Linked DNA regions of Drosophila melanogaster: region 1 is linked to region 2. A link is a contact called in public Hi-C data. All regions are on one chromosome and are shown on one strand. Each heading gives the region's core, a stretch centred on a gene start, on an enhancer-like site or on the middle of the called end of the contact. The rest is flanking DNA. Distances are from core to core; before and after follow the strand shown. Region 1 holds the start of RhoGAP19D (Rho GTPase activating protein at 19D). Region 2 holds the start of GstT3 (Glutathione S transferase T3).

Region 1 (6,781 bases), core at 459-2,958, 43 kb before region 2:
TCCGGTTTAGTGCGATTTCTATTTGTCCTATGCGCAGGCCATTGAAGGTATTGTCGTAACTAACCTAGCCTAATCACAACCAAGTTGCTCTGAAAGATAATCTATGCATACTTGCTATGCGCACTCTGGGAGCCAAACTTGTGCAACCCAACTTCATCCGCCTTCGCCGATGTGCCGTGTCCATGAGGCTAGACGTAACCGCTCGTAGCTCAGCTGATCCCACAGATGTGGCACGATCTCTGAAGCAGATCCACAGATGGGGCTGTTCCATGTAGCTATTGCTCGGATCTATAATGGTGTGGGTGGGGTCCTACCTTGAATCGGTGCTCCTCGACGATCAGAGTGACGTCCGTGAGTTTCTCCTCGTTGCGCAGCTTGTTGAGGCCCCGCAGAAGGGTCTCCTCCTCGGGGGACACGGGATTCACAGGAATTTTGGCCGCAGCCGACGTTGCTGTCGCTGCCGGCGTCACTGCTGGCGCTGGCGTCGCTGCCATGCTGTTCGCTGTACTCTCTCGGAACGGACCAAAGATTAGAGCGGGCTATTAACCTATATATATGTTAACCTATGTGGTCCCAAGGTTGGGGAATCCGTCTGATAAGAAATTCTTGAGATGACCGAGCTTCTGGTGCGCGAGTGCGAGTGCGAGCGAGAGGGCAGCACGTTCTGTTTACACTCGCGGCCAGCTGTCTACAAACCGTTATTTGGCGAACTATGAACCGTTCTACGACAAATATACGCACGAAATTAGCTAAATTATTGCTAAACACTGGCAGAGAAAAAAGTTTCGCGTGCGATTTCTTTGCTTGTTGCTACCTCTTTGCTTCTTTTCCCTCTTGCGACTTTTTACTTTTCGCGTTTTTGACGTTTCTTCTCTTGACGTTTGAACTGCCAAGTCGGCTAGCACCGCTAGTGATGCGCATTTAGCTATCGATTGCGGAGCGCGATCGTTTAAAATTATATTTTCAAATTTCATATATATACCCGTATTCCTGGGTGCTTTTAATTGGGAGACGGGTGAGTATGCAATTTAAAAGGTTTTTATAAGAGAATGCTAGCTTTTGAAGTCAAAAGCTCGCGAATTTCCCCTTTAACATTGATATGGTAGCATTTAAAAATGAAATTGTTAAATTTGCACCAAAATAAGTCTATGTTAGTTACTTAGTTTAGCTTAGTAAGATAGCTTACGTTAACTTTAGGCAGAAATATTAATACTAAAAGAATAATTAATTAATTTCTTTAAAAAAGTCAATCTTATCAGAGACATTGAAGTATTTCACGTTAGGCAGTTGTTTCTTGTTAGAAAATGTTTTTCGGATCCGCAAATAATTTTGATACGAGAAAAGATATCTAATTAAGTATTATATATTATATAAATATATATTTAAATTAATACACTATGATATTAGTGTGGGTGAGTTCAAATACACTCTTAAAAATACGCGTTCCATTCTTGGACCAACATTTATTCAGCGTGCTGTATCTATTCACTGCAAATATTTCAGAATAAAGTGCAGGCTAGCAGGTAAAAAAATTGTATTTAATTTTTTTTCTCACAATATCTATAGTCTCCAGTGTTAACTAATGGCCAAAGTTTCGTCCAGTGGTGATATCGCAGCATAAGCCGATAAGCTGCTGCAAAGTATCGACATACGTCCAGGCATGAAAACATCGATAGCCTGCGTGGCATCGGCCGTATTCCACCTCTACTCGACTGGTCTGGTCACTCGAAAATCACATCGGACGAAATCGAGTGGAAAGCGGAGCAAGTAAAACAAGAAGTAGAGTAAAATACACAACTAATTAATTGTAATTTGGCCGAAAGTGCAGACGGTGCGCGCGCGATCGCTTGATTGTATTGTGAATCATTAGTAATTAAAGCAGCGTAAGTGCTGGCGCAACCACAACAACAAACGTGTGGCGTCAAATTTTTTTTTTGTGAAAAGAAAAAGGCGAAAAGTGTAATAAAAAAGTAAAAAGCAAGCGATGAATGTGTGCAAGGCGTTCCAAAAAATACAAGGATCGATGCAAGGCGAAGAAAAACACACAACGAATTCGGCAAACATTTTGGTTGTTCGCTAGTTAAAGTAATTAGTTTATTGCTCGCCGCCGCCGACGACGCCAAAAACAACAACCACAACAACAGAAGCAACGAAAGAAAGCAACAGTCAAATGGCGAAGAAGAAGCAGAAGCTGAAGCGGCAACAACAATTGGAGTGCAAAATGCAACGTGCATGAAATAAAGATTTTTACTCTGTATTTGTGGTTTTTTTGCACAGGCCCAAATGAAAATTGTCGCGCTGTTTCTTTTTCTTCCTTTCTCTTTCCCGCACTCTGCAACCTTAAAGAAGAAGCAAAAAAGCGGAGCAATTACGAAAGGAAGGAAAAGAAATGAAAAAGAAATGAAGTCGTGTAGGTGTGTGTGAGTGTGTTTTTGTGTGCGGTATGTGCGTGTGTGCGCGCCACATGAGGAAACTGCCAGCAGCGACGCCAACTGCGGCGTCGGCAGCATGTAGAACCCAAAAAATAAAGCAAAACAAAAAAGTCCACAAGAAAAAACATAAAAACACAGTTACGGTTACGATAATAGTATCAATAGCATCGCGTTTACTGACAATTAAAATTTGTTAAAAATAACAAACATTTTAGTATCTTTAAAGTAAAATAATCAATCTTATGTCACGAAAGTAAAAGAGTGCACTCCTTTCTACTTTTCTTGAGTTATCGGTAGTTAACGGTAGAATGCCCTTTGAAGTGCTATTATTTTGACCGTTACTGCTGATTTTTTGGCTGCCACTGACTCACATTTCATTGATAAGAAGAAGAAGGAAAAGAAAAGAGAGGAAAGAATGGGAAAGAATTGAGGAATGTCCTTAAATAAACAAACAATAAATCGCCTTATCAGCTCCACACCGTTTTTGTTGTGTTTTTTCTAGTTTGCAAAATTAAAACGAAATCATAAATATACAAAAAGGAAGCAACAAAAAAGTTTAAAAGAAAATCGTCAGAAAGGGAGAAGAAAATCTTCCTGGTTTTTGGTAAGTATCATAGGCTTTTTGTTTATTTTATAAAAATGTTGTGTAAATCTAAACAGTATAACAATTGAAGAATCGGCACTTTTCGGCCCATTTTGTGCACTCTCTTTATTGCTCTCTTGCTCTGTTCCCATCTTTCACGTCTTCCATTTTCCGTTGTATGCCAGCAGCGAAAGTTGTCTTCCTGCTTTTTAGGTTTTTTTTTTGTTTACGTACCACCAGACTCCCTTCTCTCTTCTACTGGACCTCTTTCTCTCATTTCCTCTCTGCGGAGAATTCTTCTGCAGAATTCACAGAGACAACGCAAGAAATTAGGCGAATAAAAAAATGTGTTCATTCTTAAAACTTCTGAATTATTTTTTATTTTTTGATAAATAAGTGCAATAAATTTTCATTTACAAGAATTGTAGCCCTTAACAGTCAAACGATTGCGTTTGAAGGGATTTAACCTTTTTCGAACTTTAAAACCCCTGTCACATTGAAGAATATTAAAGAATATTAAAAAAAGTAATCAACAGGAATAAATTACTTAATTTCTGAAATTATTCCCAAATTACCGCAGTATTTGCTGGCTATAACGATATTGCCATATAGCGCCCACTTAAAAATTGCAGGATAATTTTCGTGAAACCTCCGTAATTTGCAATCAATACTCAGCTGGTTTAAAATTTCCCATTTCGCAGTGGAATTATCGGGCACTTTCGGCCAACTTTTTACCCATTTCCTCTACTGTTTTACTATTTTGCCACTTAACTTCGTTGACATTGCCCCTAACTTGAGGACAATGGGCAAATAAAGACATGAACAATCGGAGCACACGCACCTCTGCTGCAAATGGTAAAAGTCAATAGATAATTATGTATAATGAGCAAAGAATTACGTTGCCCAATTGGCAATTATTGCAACAATAGTTAAATCCATTACGTGTTTCTGCCCCCTGCGAATGCCGGCCAATAATAACGGGCATTTCCAGCCCGAGCTCGAACTCGGACCGAATCACGAATTGTAAGAAAACTCAACTTTATGCGCCGGACTTTGGTTACTGTTACTGTTATTGCCTCTCCATGGGCTAATGTTATTTTGTATTTTGTTTTCCAATTTTTTTTTTGTGTCTTGGTCAACACGCAAGAAGCAAAAGTAAAAAAAAAAAAACCAAAGGGGCGAGTAAAAAAAAAACAGCAACAAACTAAAATTACATAAAACCTTGAAGTTACACGCGCAGAAACAAATGCTCTATGAACTTTGCTCACTTATTTGCTAAAAAATAGGGTTCCAATGGGGTTCTTTAAAATCTCGAGCTCGAAACTGAAAGGAAATCGAGTTCGGACGTGTTTAATTATTATTAAAAAAAAAAAAAACTAAGCATAGAACTTCAAAAAATATATGCGATTCATTTAAATAACTATATTGAGACTTGGCAATCGTAATCTAAACCTTTCTCGCCATCTCACCTCCTCTTATTTGTAATGCGAAGTAAAGTGGCCCAGCCCTTTCTCTCAGTGTAGGGACGTGGCTGGGGGCCTGGGAACCGCTGTCTTCACCTTCTGCCTCAACTCTAAGCCTATTGGCAGCGGCCCGAGCACGAGCCGCCTTAACCCAAAGTGGGGGAAACGAACTCGGTTCGCAGCCAAGCCGCTTGATTAACCTTCTTTTTTATTACAATATTTTTGTTGACTCTTTTCGTGTGCTCATTGCTGTTGCTGCTGCTTTTGTTTTTGTTTTGGTCGTGGTTTCAAGGCGGCCACGTTCGGGATGGGAAATTAAATGCACTGCAATTACTGCACCCAAAAAAAGCCGCGCAATATACATAAATACATGCATATGTATGTGTATGTGTATATGTGTGTATGTATGTACAAAGAGAATGGAAGTCAGGGGCAGATAGGATCTGGGTGGCCAACGCGAGGGGATTAGAGTTCAAGGGAAGAGCGTTGTCGAGGGAGGCTTCACATTACCTGTACAGTGGTCACCCGGAACATCAGATTGTGAGGCTCTGCAAAATAGCATATGCGTAAAAAGCAATCAATTTACATCTCTCGTCTTTTTCACTTTTATGTCATGCAATTCGAGTTTTGCAACACCCCATGAGCCATGCACTTCGATTTAACATATTTATTTAGCCATTTTTTTCGTTTTATTTATTTTTTTTTTTGCAATCTATTAGTCACTTGTTGTTGCTGGTGGTCGTCGGTTAATTAAGCTCAAACATTTGTCAACGACTGGCCATTGTTCGTTTTGTTGCTTTGTTTGGCTTTGTTGCAAGTCGCGTGAAAATTACAACGTTATACAATTTAAGTACTAGAATTAAAAGACTTGTTGTTGTTGCCGTGGTTGCTGTCGCATGACGAGAAAGCGGCGGCGAAAACACAGAGATGACATAACTAATGTCACACAGATGAGATCAGAATAATGCTCTCCATTTAAGTTGCTTGATAGAGGCAATGAGTATTACAAGTAACTCTCTCTCCCCCTCCCCCCCACTCCCCTACATAATTGGCGATCGATGCGAAAGTCCCACTCCCACACCCAATAGCCAAAATCAGTGCCGATTATGCAAATGCTACGCTATCACTGCACTTATTTTATTTTTCGTTTTGCCCTACTCCAGATTTGTTGTTGCTCGAAAAAAGAATGCCAAGGTCGTCGCTTATTATTATTCACTGTCTTCGGGCTTCGAGCTCTTGTTCTTCTCGCTTTGCGATAACAGAAGATGTTAGTATGTATGTACATATGTACATAGGTTTCTAATGAAATGGCAAAACTGCTGAACGTGAAAATGAAACTGCGGCGGAGAAATAACAAGTGCGACGGAAAGCAATCGAATTTGGTTGAGTAAACGAGTTACCGCCCAGTGCCGCCCCCTTTTTCCTCCAAAACCGGAAATGGGGGCCAACAAGAACAACTCGCCGCCGAGCGTTACACAAAATATTTAACATATTTTATCGCTTGCCGATGCAGGCACTTGGCTGGCATTCTATAAGAACATTTGCTTGGGGGCCACAAGATATTAGCTGACCAAAGTATTGACATTAGCAAATCATATTGAAGTAGATTTGTATGGGTTGTTATTTACATCAAATCAAAGCACTTGGAACCCTATACCTCTGGGGCTACATGAGCGATCGTCCCAATCATCTCCCTTTGCAGAGTAAAAAAAAAAAAAAAAAAAATTGTGTCAAAACGAACTGGTACATCGCTCTGAATTAGTATTTATTTTAATATTCATATTGATATTGATATTGACGGACAAATGGGAAGTGCAAACATATTGAAATCGTCGTCATTGGCACAATTGTCTTTGCTTTGCCTTATCATCGCCGCCTGGCCGAAAGCAAACTAAAGCCAATTGCAGAAACAGACGGGCAGTACTTGAAAAATGAATTGAGCAAGCAAATTGCAGGGGTAACGAGAATTCGCATTCGTATTCGAACGAATGGCTATGGAAATTGAAGTGGAACTGGAAGGGGGCGGGGGGAGCACTCTGATTGGGATTTGGGGATTGGCTTGTTTACCACTTATCTGGGTACCAGCGTCGGGTGAATCGGACACCTTCCGTGTGTCCTCGCATTACTCAGGTGCCTCCGCTGGTAAAAGGGTGCCTGGTGATTGGGCTTTGTCCACCTTGTGATTACATTTCACGCCCCAATCGAAAAGCCATAGGCCGGAAGAGTCGACAAGGAAATGCAGCAGGAAGCAGTCCGTCACCAGACAGACATTGTGGCACTGCACTGTGGTCCAGAATTCGATT
Region 2 (6,744 bases), core at 34-2,533:
CCACCACATGGACACACTTTGACCCGCACACCGGTTACCCTTACCATTGCGCAGGGCAACCACGCAGTCTTCGAAGGGCATGTTGCTCAGCCGGAAGATAATGAACAACGCCCTCGAGGGCTGCGACATCAGGTCATAGTAGTAGCGAATGGGAGCGGACATCCTCAGGTTGGTTGGCTGTCTGGAGGGAACTGCAAAGAGAAGGTGCTTGCAGTGGTTAGAGGAGGCTTCAAAACAAATAAATGGGCGCCGGTCCAAAGATCACCGAAGAATCTCCACGGAAAGCCGCATAGCAGCACTACACCCAACACACCCCTGAACTCACCACAAACACGGTCGGTGGGCAACTGCAGCTATTCCACTGAGCCAACAACTTGGATCGAATCTAAATCAGCTGGCGGCGGGGCAAGAAGTCGTACGTAGTGAAGTGGTGAATTGTGGGGAGAGCGAGCTTTACGTAGTGGATTTCATCAACGAAAAGCTCTGCGCGCTCAGTAGTGATACGCGTTAGTGCGAAAATCAAGTAACGGACTTATAAACAATTAAGAAAAAAAATATTTCTGACTTAATATTTATTATTTATCTAAAAGTTTTTTAGATCACTGCCTGGCCAAAGAAATCGGATTAGATATTTAGTTTTAGATATCGTGTGATTTTTAGATATTTAGATATTTTAGATATCGTGTGATATGTTGGGAGTAAGCACTTCATTTTTTAAATAAACAAATGAAAGTTTCCAAGAGAGTTTATCAGATTTATAAACTTCTCCCGTCCTTCATTATGTTCTTTTTTTTAGCATAGAATAGAACTAGAATAATTCGAGTTCCTTACACTTACTAAACTTACAACTTTGTCTACTGCTTTTAAAATATATATTTATAAAGAAGAAATTAATTAATTATCACAATTAAATTAAATTTACTTTACTCTTATAATTCAACTTTCAAAACATTGATTTTAAACTAACCTCTACGTTTGAGCACCTCATCAAAGGCCACCTGCAGCTGATCCTCGTCATTGCTGAGTCCCAGTAAACTGGCCAAAAACGACACCGACATGACGAGATCCGAACTCCACTGAATTAAGCCAGTGAATGAACTGGATGATGCAGCTGCTCCAACTTATATACTCTAGGTCGTGGATGCGTAGAAAATGTGAATGCGAATGCGACTGGGAGTCGAATAAACAAAAATTAAAGAGAATAGGCGCAAGGTATTAGAAACCCTCGAGATAAGGCGGCGTAGTTCCCTCGTTGCACCAGCTACACTGCAAATCGAAAAACGAATTATTGTGAATATTGAGTAGGTGCTACCCTCTGATAATATTGCGAAAGATATAGGAAAGAGAGAATTCCATAATGCAATAATTAAATAATTAAAAATTCCAGTGCAACTGCGCTTCATACATCCGCCGGCCAATCGGAAATATGTATATTGTAGAGTAAATAATCAATCTATCTAATAGTTCTGAGCCATTGGCAACGGCGGAAGGCCAGGAATAGAAACTCCCCAGGGAAGGTCCGTCTTATCGCTCGATAAGGAGAGATTGTTTACCCCATTGCCAGTTCTGTGGCAACAGGTGCACCATTCACCTGAACAGCTGATGGATCGGGATTTATTTATCTGCATATATCTCGAAATAGCCATCCGCCACGCAAACTTCGTTTTCGATTAGGTATATATCGTATGTGTATTTATTAATTCCGATTCAAACATACCGACGTCTTTTGCTTTGTACTTGTATACATTTTAACTATATATATGTATATATATATATTCATATACAATTTGCGTGGGCGTGTATATATACACAGACGTATGTATGTATATACACACACGTATATATGTGGTTTTTTTTTTTTTAATTGAGATAAAGTGGAGCCAAGGTGTCATCCACCTCCTCTTTGGCCGGGAAAAGGTACATTTACAAAGAGTATAAATTAGGGTATAAAGATAATCCACAACATTTATACTCGGTGTAGAGAGAGAGATCACACAGTGGGGGAAATAGTTATTCGTACGCTTTGTAAATATACGTATATAAAAATAAAATACAATTAAATAAAACTGGGAACTTGATTTGGCTTGGCTTGGCAGCGCATAATATATGTAGATATAGTAGACACATAAGATCGGACGATATGCCGCCCATATATGTACATACAGATACATATGTATGTATATATGGTAGTTTAGGTGTACTTGACTTATTGTTGACTTGATTGTTACACACAATTGGATATTTTTCGCTGGTACTGAGTTTACTTTGCAACGAATTGTAATTTATAATTTGATGCATGCGTTTTTTTGTGTGATGTGCGATTGCAAATACAGCCCCTTTAAAATATTATTAGGCTTTTTTTCTTTTTTTTTTTGTTGCAAATTTTTCTGGTCAGTGTCATAATATAAGAACTTGAAATTTTGATAATATACATACAATAGAGCGTTGAAGACATAGACATCTAACCAACCACTCAGTCCAACGTTTTCTAATACTTAATATTGAAAGTTTCAAGTTAGGTAAAATGTATATTTTCCTTCAATTCAATTTTTTTGTTGTGTATATTGATAAACTAGGGCGAACCTTTGATATAACGTGATAAATACATTGCACCCTCCTGATTTTCTCTACATAATAAAACATACTATATGTACATATGTACTATATGTTTTTCGCGTATGTATACCAATGCACTGAAAACAAATTGTTCGAGTGCAAAGTGTGAGTAACAGATGTCTATACAGTTGTATAAGGTTTTAGATTTCATATATGATTTCATTCTTTTAATCAGAGTCTTATGCATTTGCTGCCCCTGTTTTCTGGTTTCCTTTACTTTGGGGATATGCTTGAGGAGTTTGGGAAGAACTTACTAGACCTACTATGGTTAAGTTACCATTAGGATTACAGTTACAGGATTAGTGGTTCAGGTTCAGTGGTTTCTGGTCGCATACAAATCTAATTTGAATACTTTATAGCGAAGACATCGATCGACACATACTTATTACTTATTGTTTGTTTGTTAGTCTGCGTTTTCATAGTGCGTTTCTGTGTTATTTGGCAAACGAAATTTGACTGAACTACTGAATCTAGATTCTATAATAACGCTCTATGTAGCTACATATACGGCTGGGTTCTGCCCATCCATTTCTCTACTTGTTCTCGATGATCATCTGCAGTTGGAGAACCAAACTCCGGGCCAATTGGAGCACCGATTGGGCATTGTGGCGTTCGGCCATTTCTGAAACCACAAGAACCATATAGCAATTGGTATAATTTTACTTATAAGTTGTATGCCATGTATCGCACCATTGAAGAACTTGATGACATCGGTGAAGTCCATGCTGTTCGAGAGAATGATGTCGCGATAGGTCTCCAGCAGGGCAAGGGCCAGGAAGAGTACGAAGTGGCCGGAGGCGATGTGCTTGGCCGCCCAGATCACCTCCCACGTGGCGAAGACGTCGTCGTAGACGAGCTCCCTCTTGAAGTCCAGCAGGAACCATCTGTAGCAGAAGTAGAAGTGCGTGTAGTCGCCGTTCGAGTCCATCAGATCGTACATCTCCGAGTCGAGGATCTGGATGAGGGACCTGTGCGAAGTGGGTTATTTATTTAGTTAGTCCGACTGAAAGTGCCCGCACTCACCTCATGTTCGCAAAGTGCATGTCCATGGCCCCGCCGCTGGGAAAGTTCTCGATCATGCGCTCCATGAGCTTGCAGAAGCAGCTGTAGCTGAGCGATTCGTCGTCGAAGATGACCAGGAGGGGAGCCACCAGGTCGCACATGCCCTGCATGTAGCCCACGTCCAGGTGCTCCCACACGTACGTGGAGATCACGTTGCGCAGCTTGTCCAGGTTCTCGTTGGCGAAGTACCAGTAGTTCCTGTCGCACCTCTGCACGTCCTTCTCGATCCGATGCAGATTCAGACCAAACTGCTCCAGGAGTTCGCTCTGCAAAGTATACGAACCAAATTATTACCACGGAAAATAAGAAGTATATCTGAAATGTAGTGAAAATTGATTGCTCAATTGCAATGATGTAGTATAACAACATTAAGACAATATAAAAGTATGTTTTGATGGGTGTGATTCAATCTTATTTAAGTATACCTCAATTGAGCCATTTTTCAGAAATAATAATCGAATAATAGAATTCGGTAGACTTCCATTTATACCCGTTTCTTGTAGAGTAAAAGAGTATACTAGATTCATTGAAAAGTATACAAGTACTACAAGCAAAGCTATATTAGCAGAACACGTAGTATATGCGATTTCTGTTTACCTATTCCCAAAATACTAATTTATTATCAAATGGTATTCACATTCACACTAGCTAAGGAAGGGGTATCTGATAGTCGGGGAGCTCGACTATAGCATTCCCTCTTGTTTATTATATGTATATGCCTAGTTGAACCACTTCCTAGGTGGAAACTGTACAAATTAAATTTAACTCTTGTTCAAATGCCTTACGGAAATTGTCTCAAAAGTGGACTGCACGCTACTTACACTGTAGACACCTCCATTGGAGCTGGCTGGCGAGGCGCAAGCGGACTTCGGCTGCTGTAGGGCATCCATATTGACGCCTGCTCCGCCGGATTCTCCAGCCTGCTCCTCAAGGGGCGACATCTGGTCGCCCTCTGCCGCCTTCGGACTGCGCTCCCAGTTGGTAATGTCCACCGATGCCTTGGTAATGATGACAGCTGCGGCGGCTGGTGGTGGTGGCGGCCTCACTGCATCTTCATCGTCCGGCAGCTGGAGATCGTCGGCACTCAAGTACTCCGGGCTGAGAACACTGCGCGTGTCGCTGTTCGGGCGTTGATGCACCTCGCCGGGTCCCACTGTCTCGTACGAGGAAGCTGTGGATGCCGAGCAGCTGGGCTCCTGATTGATCTGTTCCTCCAGCTTCCGGTAGTCCGGTAGCTTGCTCTCCGACTCCGAAATCTTTTCATCCTGCTGCTGCTTTTGCTTGTTGTCCTCCTCATCCGGTTCGTCCAGTTCATTGAAGCTCTCGTCCACGTGACCCGAATCCGTGCTGGTCTTCATGGCTCTCGGAATGGGTTTCACAGTCAGGTGATTGCCACTCACCGCGCACTCCGCCTGCTGCTGCTGCTGCTGCTGCTGCTCATCGAACTCCAGATCGCCGGGATCTGAAATGTCCGATATGTCCTCGAATACCTCGTTTTCTAGATCGCCACCGGCTTCGAGATCGGCTGCCCGCACGGTTCTGTCGTTGCCGGAGTTGCTGCCGGAACTCAGCTTGGCCACCGCCCGCGCTGTCTTCTCCTTCTCTCTCTGCTGCACAATGGCGTCCACCGCCAGCCACTCGCTCATCGTCGTCTCATAGTAGTGCTTGCAGGTCTCGTCCTGCTTCTTGCGATCCTCCGTTGTGGAGCCGAAGGCGTAGTGGCCCAAGAGGTACGGCCACACCTCCTGCCGCAGCTCCGGCTGGACGCCCCCGAAATAGACCAGGCGGTAGAACTCGGTTGCGTTCTCCAGCACCCCATTCACATTCAGAAGCTGCCAGCGCTCCTTTGTCAGGCCCTCCTCATCGGCTTTCACTAATGGACGTGAAAGCTACAATATGTGAAAAATCATCGAGTCTTGCTCACTTACTCTCAGGCGTAATCCTCCCGTGCACCAGACCGGACAAGTGGGTGCGAACCGTGGAGAGGTGGCGACAGTAGGCCAGCCAGCCGTAGAAGGCCCTGGAGATGATCTGGCGGCGCATCGTGGAGCAGACCATCTCGATGCTGGTACTCTGCGCCTGGAGCAGCTGTTGCTGTTGCTGCTGCTGCTGCTGGAGGATCAGCGGCGACTCCATCGGGAACTGGTCGATGGAGAGGCTCTTGTTGGAGCAGTCGCTGCTGCCGGTGGTGGAGCAGCTGCTCAGCTGCGCCCTCCGCGGAGTGCTACGCACAAAGTCCAGGATGGAGTGGGTGGCAGCTAGAGATGTAGAATCATGGGTCAAATCAAATTCAAAGTGGTTTTCAGCCACGAAGAATGGTTGCACCACTCACCGAACTCCTCGTGGCGACTCTTGCTGACGATGCGGAAGACGTAGTCGATGGGCGTCTCGTCCACGGACTCCATGACCGAGGGCAGGATGCGGCGTCGCATGCTCCGGGGCCACAGGAACATCTTGCCGATGCCCCGCTGCGACCACAGTGGCGGATCTAGCTGGCCGTGTGGCAGGAGACCTGTCTCCAGGCAGCTGAGAAACTGCTGCATGTGTCCACCTTCGGGAAAGTGAATGGGCGGCCGCTGGACGCCGTCCTGTCCCACCAGGATTACGGTGCCGCCGCTGTCCTCGCCGCGACTCTGGTGACAGTGGACGTAGACAATCTCGTCCACGTTAATGTTCAAGGCGTAGGCCCAAAAGGCGTCCTTGTCGATGTCCTCCGCCTCCTCCGCCTCGGTGTAGCCGTTCATCAACTGGTTGGGCGTCCACTTGATGGTCAGCGTCTGGATGTGCTGATGCAGGCTTAGGTATCCCGGCATGGGTTCCGCCACATCCTTGGGCAGCACCTGCACATTGTTCTTGCCGTAGAGCAGCGTGGCCTTCGCGTTCTGATGCAGTGACTCCACGTAGTCCTTGGCCACACTAGCCGAGGCGATCGACTTGAAGGATCCAGTGCCCGCCTCGTCGGAGCTTGTGTTCAGGCTCCTCTTGAAGTTGATGATCGCCGGACGCGAGCACGTCGACGAGGAGCGGCGACACGAGCTGATCCGATGGCGTTGCACCTGTTTTTAT

The links. A called contact is a pair of places that touch in the nucleus more often than the background predicts.
Region 1: a contact with region 2 is called in a Hi-C map of the Kc167 cell line, with 1.9 times the contacts expected there. The contact joins the promoter of RhoGAP19D here to the promoter of GstT3 in region 2. A contact is called at or near these places in 1 of 1 datasets of contacts at CTCF or cohesin (the Kc167 cell line), 23 of 107 Hi-C or Micro-C datasets (the D17-c3 cell line, the Kc167 cell line, the OSC cell line and 11 more) and 2 of 6 datasets of contacts at active chromatin or transcription factors (both in the Kc167 cell line).

The regions. Positions count from the first base shown.
Region 1 is chrX:20,505,621-20,512,401 of dm6, reverse strand. RhoGAP19D (Rho GTPase activating protein at 19D) reads left to right here and starts at 1,708. Exons shown (of 15, transcript NM_001298567.1): 1 at 1,708-1,883; 2 at 2,935-3,036. CG1812 reads right to left here and starts at 858. Exons shown (of 4, transcript NM_134553.3): 1 at 315-858. The coding sequence starts at 494.
Region 2 is chrX:20,461,994-20,468,737 of dm6, reverse strand. It overlaps GstT3 (Glutathione S transferase T3), which reads right to left and starts at 1,283. Exons shown (of 5, transcript NM_001298566.1): 1 at 968-1,283; 2 at 326-531; 3 at 45-191. The coding sequence starts at 162. tbc (trabuco) reads right to left here. Exons shown (of 9, transcript NM_001298565.1): 4 at 6,011-6,734; 5 at 5,607-5,936; 6 at 4,500-5,551; 7 at 3,640-3,944; 8 at 3,307-3,584; 9 at 1,673-3,238. The coding sequence ends at 3,150.